Linked DNA regions of Rattus norvegicus: region 2 is linked to region 1. A link is a contact called in public Hi-C data. All regions are on one chromosome and are shown on one strand. The core of a region is the stretch at or near the end of the contact, and the rest is flanking DNA. Distances in the headings are between cores, read along the strand shown.

Region 1 (7,423 bases), core at 2,089-4,588:
CAGCCCTCATCTATACCTTGTTTGCAGCAGGGGCTCCTCTTTGGTGCTGTATACACCAGGCCAGCTGACTTCCCAGCTTCTGGGGATCTCCTTTTTTTGCTTGGAGTTATAGATGCATGCAACTATACCTGGCTTTTACATGGATTCTGGGAATTTAAGATCAATTTATTCTTGCAAGGCAAGTACTTTATCCCTCACCTTGTTTGGTTTGGCCTTTTCAGTCTCATGTAGCCCAGGCTGCTGGATTGTAGGCAGGCCATCTACCACTGAGCCACACGTCTAGCCCTTCACTGGCAGAGTCTAGGCAGCTGCTCTACCACTGAGTCATCACTCCAATTCATATCTTTTCACTTTGGTCCTCTGAACACTATTTTTTTTTTTTTTTTTTTTTAGTTTTGATGAAGTCGAATTTATTTCTTTTTCTTTTGCTGTTTTTGGCAGTAGGTGTAAGAAACCATTGCTTAATCCAAAGTCATAAATAGTTACCCCTATGTAATTTTGTTTCGTTTGATTACTAGTAATGATGGAGTCAAAAAGGATTGGTTAGCTCCATCAACTTGAGGCCTGTAGTTCATCTCCATCCCAGGAGAAAACCTTAAGGCAAGAATCTGTAAAATAAGGGGACTGGACTGTGATTACTCTAAAAACAGTGAGACCTGGGAGAATGGAACTAATAAATCAGGCAGACTAAAGTTTCAGGCAATAGCCACCTTTATTCATTGCCTCAGACAATTTATACCAGTGGTTCTCAACCTTCCTAGTGCTGAAACCCTTTAACACAGTTCCTTAGGTTGTGGTGACCTCCAATCACAAAATATTTTCATTGCTACTTCGTACTGTAGTTTTGTTACCGTTATGATATGTCATAATGTAGGTATCTGTGTTTTCCAGTGGTCTTAGGCAGCCCCCGTAAAAGGGTTGTTCAACCCCCGACTCAAAGGAATCAAGACCCACATGTTGAGAAATGGTGATTTATATACTCTGAAGGTTAAGAAAGGTTACAGGAGTAAAGGTTTCATGAGTTCAGGCTGTGTACAATCACAAGAACAAGTCATGCAAAACAAAAACCTGTTTTCCACAGAGCCATATAAAAGACAGTTTAAACCTGTTCTCCATAGAGGCATATAAAAGACAGTTTAAACATTTGAGTAACATCAGCAACCAATAGGGGTAATCTGAAGCAAATTCACTCCAAGCTGCTACATCTGGGAGAAACACAGGACTACAAAAACACATTCCAAAAACAATTCCATGTTTTGATGAAATAGAAGTCACAAGACTCTTATCTTTTCTTGGAGTGTTCTCACAAGCACTCAGAATTCTCCTGGCATGATTCCATTCCTGAACCCTGTTCTGACATAGAACAAATAGGTTGGTGGTTAAGAACATTGTTGCTCTTTTTTTTTTTTTTTTTTTTTGGTTCTTTTTTTTTTTTTTTTCGGAGCTGGGGACCGAACCCAGGGCCTTGCGCTTCCTAGGCAAGCGCTCTACCACTGAGCTAAATCCCCAGCCCCTGAACATTGTTGCTCTTACAGAGGACCTGAGTTCAGTTCCCAATATCCACATGGTGGTTCAAACTATCAGTAACTCCAGTTCCAGAGGATCTGATACTCTCTTCTGAACTCCCTGGGCACCAGGTATGCATACTGTGTACCTACATATATACAGGCAAAACACCGATATGCTCATAATAAATAAAATAAAAAATAGGTGAATGAAAACAGGTTTCCTAAGAATTATGGCCAGATCTTGTCAGGAAAGAGGGTTTTTAGTTTCTTTCTGCTTTCCCTCTAGCAAAGCTACCATTTTACAGAAAATAAGAAACAAGACTCAGGAAACGTACTTCTGCAGATTTAGCTGTGAGATAGGTTGTCAGAACTGAAATCTCTTCCTGGGAGATGAAGTCCTACTGTTCTGAGGTCAAAGCTTCAGTTTGTTCTCTCCCCAGCATGGGATTCCTGGAGATAGTTTAATTCTCTCTAGATCTCTGCCATGCTGTCACAATTGGATTAACACTTCATGGTTATTAAGAGTCACTGGGAGTATATGTAAGGACAGGTCCAGGAGGTTAAGGGTGAGGGAAGAGATGACCTCAATGTGGACAGCACTATCCCATACACTAGGGGACGGATATAAAAGTTATGAGTCAAGGGTGTGGTGGCATATACTTTTAATCTCAGCACTCAGGAAGATGATCTCTGTGAGTTCAGGTCAGCCTGGTCTATAACTCGAGTTTCAGGAAGGACAGTCAGGCCTGCACAGAACAACCCTGTCTTGAAAAGCCCAAACAAAACAAAGCAACCCCACCCACCCCACTCCGCCTCCCTAAAAAAGGACTTCCAGGCCAGTTATGGCTAAATAATGAAATTCTCTCAAAAACGTAACAGAAGTGTATAGGATCTAGATGCCAGTCATAAAAGCCCTCAATAAGAACGTGGGACGTCCCTGGCTTCTTCCTCTGGCATCCCTAAGAATCCCAGAGTTTACTAGCCACTAAAGAAACTTAAGGGTGGCAAAGGTCACAAATCATATGCTAGAGGACCAGGAAGTCCAAGCCCTCAGAGTCATCCAACCTGATTTTCTGAGGGCTGCCTAACACAAAACAGGAGCACAGAACAAAATGGCGCCACATAGACAAATACACACAGACTTCCGCCTTTCCATAGCTTCCAGGCGAGGTCGCCCGCCTCCCAGAATAATATTTGCATACACAAAAGAAATTTAGACATTTCATTGGTCAAGGGTGGAGTCTATCACGCTGAGCTGGCTTCCCATTAGTAGCTCTCCATTTCTACCCGCCCCACGAGTCCAGACGCCCCACTTTATTGGTCAAAGACCCTTCCGTCACTCCTTTAACCCTTCCAGTCCCGCCTTCCCTCGCCCTGCCCCTTCCTCTAGCTAACCGTTAGTTGCGTGCGCGTCTTTCTCCATGCAGGAGCGCGCGCGCACGCCAAGTCGTGGCGGCGTCTCATTCAAACGGTCCAATCAGCGGCCGCGTCGCCTCTGCGGGTTTTTTTTTCCCCCCTTTCTCTCTGCTCGGGGTTTTTAGCCGCTTGGTTTCCTCAGGTCTACTCTTCTGCTGGCGCGAGCCCTCATTGGATAACCCTCTTCACAAACTTGGTTCGAACTTCTGCTCCTATTCTGAGAAGAGCCGGGGGGAGGGGGAGGAAAGCGCATTGACCGCCAAGCAACGTGCGCGTTGACGTAGCAGCCCAGACGTGCCGTGAAGGGCGGGGCCTGCGGGTAGCTATAAAAGTGCGGTGTTGGGCGCGCGGCCGGCTCAGTACGGACGGGCAGACGTAACGTTGCGTGCGTTTTGTAGCGGGCGTCGGAGTTAGTGGGGAGCGGAGCGGGCCCTCGGGGGCCTCGCTAGGGCCACAGCGGCCGGCAGTTGGGCCCCCCGCCCCGGCCGGCGGTCCGAGGAGTGCAGGAAGGGGGCCGGGGGGACCCGCCCCCGGCCTGTTGAAGTCATGGTGAGTGAAGCGGGAGGCCTGAGGGGCGGTTGGGGACTCTGGCAGAAGAGGCGACTGCGGCGTCCCAAGTGTTTTTTGGCCAGCTTCTGAGTGCTTTGGTGGCAGGGCTGGAGGTCCAGAGCCAGGAGTCGGCCCCAGGGCCTTTCTACAGACGATGAAGGAGCCCAGGAGGCCCTCAGAATCTTGGGGAGGGCTTTGGGTGCCTTGCGGCCCGCCCATGGGTGTTTTCAGGATCAAGACATCCCGCCGCCATTTCGCCCAGGCTTTTTCTTTCTTGATTTTTTTGGGGGGATTGGTGGGGGTATTTCAAGGCTAAGTAGGGGAAGGGCTCCGGTTAGGCCTTAGGCCACCTAGAACCAGTGGTGGACCCATGCGCGTCGTAACGAGCGGTTTTGAGAGGTTCGGGCACGATGAGCCACGTAGAAGCCTTTTCTGAAACAACGTCGTGTTTCTTTGGGGGCAACGGCCAGAAGCACCCTAGGTCTACTTGACTGGCAGTGATTGACATCCTCGTACCTATAAAGTATGGATTCTGGTATCCAGCATCCTTAATCCCAGATATTTCGGGCTGCTCACTCTCCTTTTCCTTCCGCGCCTAGAACTCCAATGTAGAGAATCTCCCTCCCCACATCATCCGCCTAGTGTACAAGGAGGTGACAACACTGACAGCAGATCCACCCGATGGCATTAAAGTCTTCCCCAATGAGGAGGATCTCACCGACCTGCAGGTTACAATCGAGGGCCCTGGTGAGTGTGGGCACGGAAGGGAGGGGCCACTTGACTGGATTTCTTCTGTCTTCTGTTGTGTGGCTGTGGAACAAACAGGATTCAACCTCTTGGGTGCTGGTAACAAAGTGTGGACTTTTGCTTAGGCTTGGATTAAAGCTGTCCCAAGTGTGACTTTCTAGAGACCTGCGGATGCATATAAATTAAGCAGAAATAGAAAGTGTACCGATCACCTGTCAAGCGTTAGGGCAAACGAGACTAAATGAAAACGCATTGTGAAGGAAAACAGGTGGTAATAAACTGATTCCATGTATTAAGTAAGCCACTTAGGTTTTTCAGACCTAATTTTTCAACTGAATTTATACAAAGTCAGCTAAAAATCAGTTTCAAAATCAAGTGTCTGGTCTGTTAGTGCTAGGGGTGTGGAAGATGTCTACCTGGTCTGCTGTTAGCTAGTATAGCTACTGCTGGTGGGCAGATCATCTGTGATTACCACTTTTGACCCAAGCAAGTAGGTAAAAGAAAACATACCTCATGAGGTTGTGGAAAAGCTTGGGAAATGGTTAGCCGGAAAAGTTGGTGAGTTGGGTTTCTTTATCCTGTAGAGTGGCAAAACTGATATCCAGGAACTGGATGTATGGACTATAGGATGAGGCATGTGATATAGTCAAGTTATAGCAAGATGTCACTTATAGTACCTAGAAAACTTCTTTGTTGCCCTAAATTTCCCCAGCCTGGTGGAGGGATTGACAGACTATCTGCCTTAGCCAGACCCAAAAAAACTGGTCTTTGCAATGTTGAAGGACGTTAGGATATACTAAAGCAGTCCCTTTGTGTCTTCTCCAGAAGGGACCCCCTATGCTGGAGGTCTGTTCCGTATGAAGCTCCTACTAGGGAAGGACTTCCCTGCCTCCCCACCCAAGGGCTACTTCCTGACTAAAATCTTCCACCCAAATGTGGGCCCCAATGGTGAGATCTGTGTCAACGTGCTCAAGAGGGACTGGACTGCTGAGTTGGGCATACGACATGTGCTGCTGGTGAGTTTCTGCCACAGTACTTTGTCTAGTTTTTAAAAATCAACTGTGGAATAGTAGTGGGCAGAATCAAATAGAAAGGAGCTTACCGGGGTTGGGGATTTAGCTCAGTGGTAGAGCTCTTGCTAGGTCCCAAGCTCCAAAAAAAAAAAGAAAGAAAGGAGCTTACCAGCCTTTCTGGAAAATAGTGGAAGGGTTGGCTTATGGCACTAAGTACTGTTCTGCAGTGTCGAGGCAGAGACCTTGACATTCAACAACTGTGGATTTGTATGATAGGGCGGTTTTGTAGAAGGTAGAGAGCAATGTGTGGTTTAGAGAGACTTATTTACATACCATAACTTTCGATTTAAAAGTGTATTTTAAAAGCCCAAACTGGACATGAACTTAACTCCAGCATGGCTATTACATTTTTGGGGGGGGGGGTCTTTTTTTTTCGGAGCTGGGGACCGAACCCAGGGCCTTGGGCTTCCTAGGTAAGTGCTCTACCACTGAGCTAAATCCCCAGCCGCTACATTTTTTTTTTTTTTTTGACCCAAGCAAGTGGGTTAATGAGAAAACTCCCGAGAGCTGGGTTTATAGGATTGTGCCACCCTACTCAGCTGAGTGTTTACCTGGGGCTGTGCCTGGGACATTTTGTGGGACACTATTCAGCATCTTCTATGTACAGGACTGTACCACCATTCTCCCTACTCAGTTGAAGTGGAGGTAACTGATCTAGGACAGTTCTCCAAGGTCTCTAAAGGCCACTTAAAGTAGTTAGGTCACCTGATACCACCTTTGTACCTCCCATAGGTTTTTTTTTTTTTTAAATTCCTAATGAGCCACTAGGGCTGATGGTTGTGAAGATAGAGGATTGGGGTTTCCTTCAGGGCACTTGGGAAGGATTAAGCTCTAAGGTAAACAACCCCAAAAATCTTTCCTGTTTTGCCTTCTTTCCTGGATGTTGGTTGGGCCTGGTTCTATCCAGAGTACTGGGAATGCTAGATGGCTATTGGCTGTGCTTTGGGGGGGCTGTTAAAAAGAGGGGCCTCTAGTTTGGAGGTACACGTGTAAAAGTTGAGATCCATATTCCTTTTCAGCATTGGTAACATCTGCTGACTTGGCTGCTCTGTATGTGTCAGAAGCTCATAGAAGTGTCTGTTAATCAACTTAGCTCAGGACTTTTTTATTCATGGAGCCTTCTGAACTAACATTAGAATGATATGAATTGGATGGATATATCATTTAAGACCTGTGGTCAGTGGCTCCAAACTTGGCATTCCTGGTAAAGCCAATGATCACTTTTGGGTTTCTGCACCTTGCATAGTAGTATGAAACACATAGGAAAACCAAATATAAATTCTCCAATCCTAAAATGCCCTTGAGTAATTTCCCACCTGATGAGGACCTCTGAACTTATGTTCACCTGTTAGAGACAAGGTCAGAGCCACATTAGCTACAGAAAACTGGCTGGAGCACATAATGAGCTTCCTTAGAGAAGGGCCTCTGGCAATATCAGGCTGCACTGCACTTACGTGGCATCAGTCCCTGAACTGTTTGTAGTAACAGGAAAGCAACCTGAGGGTGATTTAAATGAATAAGGATGCTAGCAGACTAGTCCTGATTATGAAGGAGCTGATTTGGGAGTAAAGAGCCAGTGTGGTGACCATGAAGCTGGACAAGCCTCCCTGACCCTAGACCCTTTCTCCACAGACCATCAAGTGCCTGCTGATCCATCCTAACCCAGAGTCTGCACTCAATGAGGAGGCAGGCCGCCTGCTTTTGGAGAACTACGAGGAGTATGCTGCCCGGGCCCGTCTGCTCACAGAGATCCATGGGGGTGCATGTAGCACCAGCAGTGGGAGGGCTGAGGCTTCCCGGGACCTGGCCAGTGGGGCTTCAGCCTCCTCCACTGACCCTATGACCCCAGGGGTCCTAGGAGGAGCTGAGGGTCCCATGGCCAAGAAACATGCAGGTGAGCGAGATAAGAAGCTGGCAGCCAAGAAAAAGTTGGACAAGAAGCGAGCGCTGAGGCGACTGTAGTGGGGCTCTTCTCTCTCCTTCCCTCTCTTCTATCCCCTCCCACTCTGTCTCTAAGTTATTTAAATTATGGCTGGGGTGGGGGAGGGAGATGGGGGGGCACCAGAACCTGGATTTGGTTTTCTAAATAAAAAGTTGGAAAAGCAATTTCTATGCCTGAAGTGTCTAGGA
Region 2 (7,423 bases), core at 3,423-5,922, 110 kb after region 1:
TTTACAGCAGCCGTGCAATGTCACTTCTGGTTTACGTGGTGCTAGGTTTGAACCCAGAATACTGTGCACGCTGGACTCTATATCTGAGCTACTGCCTCAGCCCCCTTGTTGCTTTTAAACAGTTTTATTAAGTGGCCAAAATGGCCTGGAACTAGTCCCTCAGGATAGACTTGAGTTTGTGGCAATCTCCCCGCCTCACCTCCTTCAACGTTTGGACTACAAGCATGTATGCATTTCCATACTCAGTTTCCTACGGCTTAAAAAGCCAACCAATTCACTTGTATGGTGATGACACACCCCTTTAATCCCAGCATTTGGGAGGCAGAGGCAAGCAGATCTCTGAGTTCAAAGTCAGCCTGGTCTACAGAGAGCGTTCCAGGACAGCCAAGGCTTCACAAAGAAAACCTGTCTCAAACAAAACAAAACAAATCAAAACAGCCACCCAGATCAAGTTTATTTGCATTTCTTTTTTTCTCCTGGGGATCGAATCCAGGACCTTTCTCATTGCTAGGTAAGCAGTCTACCTCTGAACTAACCTCTGGTTAGTTTATGTTATTCTCTTATGGAAATTTGAATGAATTACAAACACTTCCCTGAGGCCTACCCTCTGCTCTGCTCCCTGGATATCACAGGAAAACTATGTCCTTCTATGACAGTAGCATTTGGGTCCTACCAAGAGGGCCACCAACTTGTTCTATTTCCCCAGGTTTTAGCCCCTAGTTCCTGGTGGCAGATCTGGCTCCAGGGCTCTGTGGTACCATTGCTCCCAACTTGGGGACCACTGTCATTTTAGGGCCTTCAGGTAGCTGAGAAATTCCTTTCTTTGACCCCAGCCTCTTCGGGGAAAGCTATTCCCAACAGTACAGGGGAGACCTCAGCAAGACAGTAGCCAAAAGTCCAAAAAGTGGACCAGCCTAAGAGAAGCAGAGGGAGACTTGAGCTTGCACTGGTCACCCTGGATGTGTGCCCTCACACATCTGTCACCTACCTGCCAAGGCCTGCACGGAGGGCTGGTCATGAGTACTCAGCAACTGTGCCTGGATGGTCTCTACCACACGCTTGAACCGACGGCTAGGACCTGAGATAAGATGGGCAATCAGGAAACACAGTGACTGAGAGTTGGAGCAGGCAAGGTCCCTCCATAAGCAAGACTGTCCTCCTTTCGGGTTAATTTTCCTGACTCTGTTGGGACCCACATCAATAACTGGTTCTCCAGATGGATCTTGTCCTTAAGGAATACTTTTGCACCCAGACATCTTCATTTGATTATAGCAATAGGTGTTGGCTTCAATTTAAAATAGATGTTGTCGCTCATTTAACTTTCCTTAAGGATGTGGGGGGCCGGGTTAAAAAAACACGTGAGGGGCTGGAGAGATGACTCAGTGTGCAAGGGCACTGGTCACTCTTCCAGAGGGCTTGAGTTTGATTCTTAGCACCCACACGGTGGCTCACAACTACCTGTAACTCCAGCCCCAGGAAATCTGATACCTTTTTATGGTACACATGTCATGCACAGACATTCATGCAGAAAAAATACCCATACATATAAAATAAACATTTTTTAACATAGAAAAATAAGTGAGAGAAACAAACAAACAAAAGACAAACAAAAAACATCAAAAACAAACAAACAAAACCCCCAACCTAAAACAACAAAAATCTTGGCTGGCAGAATGGTTCAATGGGTAAAAGTATTTGTTGTCAAGTCTTACAACCTGAGTTCAATCCCAGGGGCCCACACAGTTGGAGAGAACTGATTCCCCAAAACTGTCCTTTGACCGCCACGTGATTACTGTGTCACACACACACATTGCAGCCTGATTTAGAAACTCTTAGAGTAAACTCACCTCCTGATCATAACATATTAAAATTGGTTACCAGTAACCAAGAATTGGAAAAAAAACTTATCTCTGCAGTTTTTCCTCTCTCAGGCTAACTCTTGATTGGTCATGGCTGCCTAGAGTTAAAATTCCGAGGCTACAGCTCAGCTGAGTGCAGGAAGAACTCCATGGATAGACTGGTGATGTCTGCTCTGGGTAGGGCCCTGATGCTTGAGGCTAGCATGCTCACTCTTCTATTAGAAGATGGAGATGAAAAGGTAGCAAGAAGCACTCTGTGGTTTTGTTCCCTTTGTGAAATGAGTGATCCCTGATACCCATGAACTATTTTCAAAATACATGTGATGGAAAGACTGGGAAAGGAAAGTGTGTGTGTTGTATGTGTGTTAGGGACAGGGGCACCCACAGAACCAGAGCATTCTGTGCTGATTCCCCTTCTTGCTGCCTTCCTGTGCTGAGATCCTATTTTAGAGATCCCGTTTACCCCAAAGCTGGTCAAGAGGAACTCACCGGAGATGAGAGTGAAGGTGACTGAGTAGATGCCACCTCCACTGCTACCATCTCTTCGGGGTGAGGGTTCTGGACCCTCAGAGGAGCTGATGTCCACCTGGAAGCGGACAGGCTTCTGGAAGACAGAGGGGCCACCGCTGGCCTTGTATTCGGCCCTGAAGCTGGTCTGTGACAGCACACTGTGACTCAGGCTAGGGATCTAGAAGGTAAGAATATAAATAAGGATGAGGTAAATCTAAGGAACAGATGACTGTTCTACACCTGGCTCTGGACAAGGAACAAGGCCCATCACAATGGTAATGGTAAGAGATAACAAAGTAGGCCTTGGGAGGACCCACTGCCCACTGCCTCACCTTCTACAGTTCCTCTGCCCTATGATCAGAAGAATGAATCCTAAATTCATGTGGTCTTTCCTTTCCTCCACAAGTCACATGTCTTAGTAACTGAAAATTCCAAAAGGGCTATGACTGGTAGTAAGTAGGAAGCGTTAAGGTTCATAGAGAAAGTTTTCTCCTCAGATCTTTTGGCATGGCATGGTGACTCGCTCATTTTTCATTGGTACTCAGGAACCTGTTAAACGTTTATTTATTTATAATGTATACATCATACAGTTTTCTGCCTGCATGTACTCCTGCAGGCCAGAAGAGGGCACCAGATCTGATTATAGATAGTTGTGAGCCACCATGTGGTTGCTGGGAATTGAACTCAGGACCTCTGGAAGAGCAGACAGTGCTCTTAACCTCTGAGCCATCTTTCCAGCCCTGTTATTTAGGTTCTTTTTTTTTTTTTAAAAGGATTTATTTTATTTTATTTGAGTACACTGTAGCCGTCTTCAGACACACCAGAAGAGGGCATCAGATCCCATTACAGATGGTCGTGAGCCACCATGTGGTTGCTGGGATTTGAACTCAGGACCCCTGGAAGAGCAGCCAGTGCTCTTAACCTCTGAGCCATCTCTCCAGCCCCCGTTATTTAGGTTCTTTATTCACTGCTTTTAGGCTGTGGGCCCAATCATCTGTTCCTGCCTCCCTGTGCCATAGTAACCAAGTCCACCTCTTGCTGGAAAACTACAAATCCCATGAATCTCAGAAGTAAGTCAGGCCAGGGATAGTGTTAGGGTGGTGTAGCTTTGCGGTCAATAGGGATGCCAGGACTCTCACCGACAGAAAGGCATGGACAATGTCCGCTTTGATGCTGCTGAGAGGTTTGTCCTTTAGCACGAGGAATATTTGTTCTTCTTTGTCCAAGGAGATGAAATTCCCGAACCAGGAGCGTTTTGCCAGCCTGGGTGGAAGGGGACAGATAGAAGGAGGAGGGTCAAGAAGACACTAAGAGACAAGTCCCCTTGGTTCCCACTTAGTTCCTTCCCTTGTTGAACTCACTCTGGAGAGGATTCTGGTGTCAAACTGGACATCTCCTCAGCGGTAGGGACTAGTTTGGGAGAGGAGAGAGTAGTCAGCACTTACTTATTATTTATCATCCAGCACCCTGTGGGTTCAGTCATCTCCCAAATGGCAAACCCTAACTCCAGTAGTCTGATCTAGTCCTTCAGGATAGGCAGTGGTGCTACCAGGGTGGATACTAAGTCCCTATGGACCAATGAGTAGGCAACCAAGAAGAGTACACTGTGGCAGGACATGTTCCCATGTCCCTCCAGCCCCCAAACCTGTCTCTCTCCAAACTTTATCATCGGTATTCGTGTTGGGACTTGGGAAGCAGGCTCTTTCCTAAAGACCCCCAAGAAATTTCCCGTATGACAAGACGTTTAGCCCCTCCTAACCACATTAGAATCCAGCAGTTGCCAAACCCAGACCAGCATCTGCTGAGACCCTTACCCTGCATCTTGCGCCGGTGGAAGCGAGGGGAGCCCAGGAAGCTGTTGCGGATGGAGTTGAGACGACTTCTCCAGGCGGCTCCCCCGACGCCACCGCCTGGGCTGGGAGGTGGTGTAGTTCCTGGAGTCCCGGTAGGGCTGGCTCGAGGCGTGTGCAGAGGTGAGTGCAAGGGGGTTCCGCCGGAGGAGCGCGGGGAGCCTGGTGGTCCAGGCAAGGGCGTGGAACGGGCACTGGGAGGTGGTGGCTGCTCTCCAGCGCCCCCACCTCTGGGGCCCCGAGAAGGCAGCGTCTGTGTTTTGGAAGTTGGGGAGCCTCCACCTCTAGCCTCATCTCCAACGCCTGGCTCCGGTGAGAAGGAAAAGACCGGACTCTGTAGACAAGTAGGACCTAGTGAGAATTCGGACTTCAACTTCCCGGAGGGAATTGTGTTTGGGAGTATTACTAGCACAGACTCGCTGGGGAGGACTGCAAGACATGCTGGGAGTTGTAGTTCAATCAGCCCCACCCACGCTCTGGATTTGAGGCACATGCACTGTCTCCAACCAACCCACTAAGGCTGCCAAGCAGAGACTGGCATGCTGAAGGTACTCAAAGAACTTCTGATAAATGATTAAAACCCCCCAGGCATATACAAACCCAACCCTGAGAAGAAAAAATGGTGTCTTTGACACTTCTTGGGCAAGAATGTCTCATGGAACTGTATTTTCTGTTGATTTCTCTTAATTCTTTGAGGGTCTAGTCTTACCCTTGGGCTGCTTAGAGGGCTGGAGGACAGACCAGTGGATGCTCCACTGACGCTGCGGGATCTGTTTACAGGGTTAAAAAAAATTATCTGAGAGTGTTTCAGAAGGTTCAGCTGTTTCTCCATTTCCATGTCCTCCCAGATGAGGGACCAGGCACAGGAGGTTGCAATGCTCTGCTCCCTCTATATTCTGGGACTGAAGATTCTTCCAGAGGGGACAGCCTCTCTCTCACCTCTGACTGTGCTGGGCCATCTCCAAGGCCCTTCTGGTAGGCACTGGAGAGCCACCACTCCCAGCATCTGTGATGCTGAGGACTTCCATGGACTTCCGCTCTGGCCTCCGTTTCCCGTGTCTGCTCAGCATGGGGGAATCCACACGCTTCCGAGGTGGGTCTGAGGGAGAGTTAGTCACCCACCCAGTAGGTAAGTTTGCCCAGGTATACACAGAATATATATGACTGCCTTGTAAACAGATGGGGAAACTAAGACCCAGAGCAGAGAGAGGTTCTCATGTCTAGTTGTCTAAACATAGACTTCCAGGGCCTACAGCATCCTCCTCCCTCAGGAATCCTAGGATCTGGACTGCCCTATCTGTCTTCTTACCAACATCATTCCGAGGAGGCAGGTCCTGGTCTTCACAGCTAGGGTACCGCTCTTTCCGATCCAAAAGCAAATAATAGATCATCTTTTCTTGGTTTTCCCTAAGACAGGGAAGAGGGAGGCGGTTAAGGGAGGACCGAGGTCAGCAACAGTACCCAGGGCTGGAGAGATGGATAAAGGTGCTTGCTACTAAAGTTTGATCCCTGGGACCCACATGGTGGAGAGAGAGGACCAAGCTCCTGCCAAGTTATCCTCTGGTCTTTACACCCTCCTCCCATACATAATTAAAAGCAATGAAAAACAAAACAACCATGTAAATGAGGAAGTTTGTATCTGAATAAGACCTCCTCTTCCTTCCTCCTCCCCTCCCTCCTCCCCTCCCTCCTCCCCTCCCTCCTCCCCTCCCTCTCTCCTTCTCTCCCTCCCTCTTCTCTCCCTCCCTGCCATCTGCTGTGGCTCTTCCAGCTCAGGCCACCTCATAGATCTGCCCCCATATCCAAGGGCACAAGTGCAGGCCTTCTCCCGTGGACCAAGGAGCCCAGACCCCCGTCCTTCTCCTTTAGACTTTCGAGCCCACTGCACCACAGTCCCTCCAGTCCAAGCCCCTAGCTGTCCTCCCTCAGACACAGGTGTTCAGGTCTTATTTCTCTTTTTGGACCCAGAATGTAATTTTTTCACATAAGCCAACATAGTTGGCTTCCTATGGTCCAATGTACATCACGACTTAAGTACTTATTAAGTTCTAAGTAACGAAGACACCATCCATGCCTGTCTCAGCATTAATACTTTCTCTGAGTATTTCCAGACTGCAATTGCTCCCTAAATTTTGTCCCTAAAAGTGGATGCAGCTCGCCCCCTTCAGGCTACATAGGGAACTGCCACAACCCATTCATCCAGTATAGTGGGGGCACTGCTGAAAAGGATTTTAGGAGCTCTTACTCCTCACTTCGCAGTTCTCTGTGTAGCCGCTCGCGGTCTCTGAAGCAGCCCAGAGACGCCATGCTTTCCAGAACGTCAGGGTCCAGCTCGCCATTGGAAGGCAGGCTCCGCATAGCTACTCTGCGGCCTGGGGCTGGCTCCAGGCAAGGGTCTGGTTCGTGTTTCCCGCCCCTGGAATGGTGCAGGAACAAATGCTTTGGAGAAAATAGCATCTGAAATAGAGCCTTTATCATCCTAGGTTTATGTCCTATGCCCAGACTACTCATCCCAGGATCTGGAGATTCTGGCTCTCCAGCTTTACTTCCTTAGACTCAGGGGGTCCAGTTCTCTGACTCAAGAGTGCTGGATTCTCCACACCCGCCTCTGGTCTCCACACCCTGGCCTCTTTTTAGCTTTGTCCTCTGCCTGTACTCTGAAGTTTCAGACTGTAGTTCCCTCCATCCCACCCCACCATCAGGAACATGGCATCCCACCCTCCACCTTTCTCTCTATTCTGACCCCAGTGCCCTACCTCCCGCAGGTACCCAACTGCTCAATTCCCTCCTACTCACAGATACCAAGGATGTTTCTGAATTTGCTCCAGCTGTGAAGGGGTGGGTCACAGAGAAGCAGAAATTAGGTCATATACAAACAGAGGGTGAGCAATTAAGTAAAATTGATTAGCATTGGCTCTGGGAGGTCACTGACCCATCATTTCCCAATCTGAGGCAGAGTGATATCATGTCTGCCCCTAGTGGTGGTAAAGCACCTGTAGACTGACCATTTTTAAGAGACACCCCCCCTTCCCCCGTAGCAGTTTCCTGCATGCACAGTGCCAGCATTTTCAACCCCTGCCTCAACTCTCAACCCGCCGTGCCCAAGGCCTGAGATCCCTGGTCTAACTTGGGAATGATTGTCTAGTTTTTAGGTTTTACTGGTTCTTGGGCTTGTCACTTAACCGACAAACTCAGTCAATCCCA

Evidence for each region. Hi-C and Micro-C count contacts between places; a contact is called where the count stands out from the background.
Region 2: a contact with region 1 is called in a Hi-C map of liver, with 7 times the contacts expected there. The contact joins the enhancer-like site here to the promoter of Ube2s in region 1. A contact is called at or near these places in 10 of 12 Hi-C or Micro-C datasets (the A7r5 cell line, the Rat2 cell line, Schwann cells and 6 more).

What each region holds. Positions count from the first base shown.
Region 1 is chr1:78,054,321-78,061,743 of GRCr8, forward strand. Ube2s (ubiquitin-conjugating enzyme E2S) reads left to right here and starts at 3,339. Exons shown (of 4, transcript NM_001106224.2): 1 at 3,339-3,473; 2 at 4,073-4,220; 3 at 5,046-5,236; 4 at 6,926-7,399. The coding sequence starts at 3,471. The coding sequence ends at 7,255. It overlaps LOC134482885 (a long non-coding RNA gene), which reads right to left and starts at 3,041. Exons shown (of 2, transcript XR_010059564.1): 1 at 2,904-3,041.
Region 2 is chr1:78,167,454-78,174,876 of GRCr8, forward strand. It overlaps Brsk1 (BR serine/threonine kinase 1), which reads right to left. Exons shown (of 19, transcript NM_001127337.1): 9 at 7,016-7,047; 10 at 6,465-6,635; 11 at 5,529-5,626; 12 at 5,159-5,318; 13 at 4,929-4,989; 14 at 4,184-4,553; 15 at 3,731-3,779; 16 at 3,509-3,632; 17 at 2,349-2,547; 18 at 989-1,078. Among named protein-coding and RNA genes, the nearest start is that of Tmem150b, 17 kb to the left of the region's middle. Within about 2 kb of position 4,673, at least 6 of the 93 cell types and tissues checked have an H3K27ac peak or open chromatin away from gene starts, as enhancers often do. A contact at or near this core is called in liver, where this site is marked.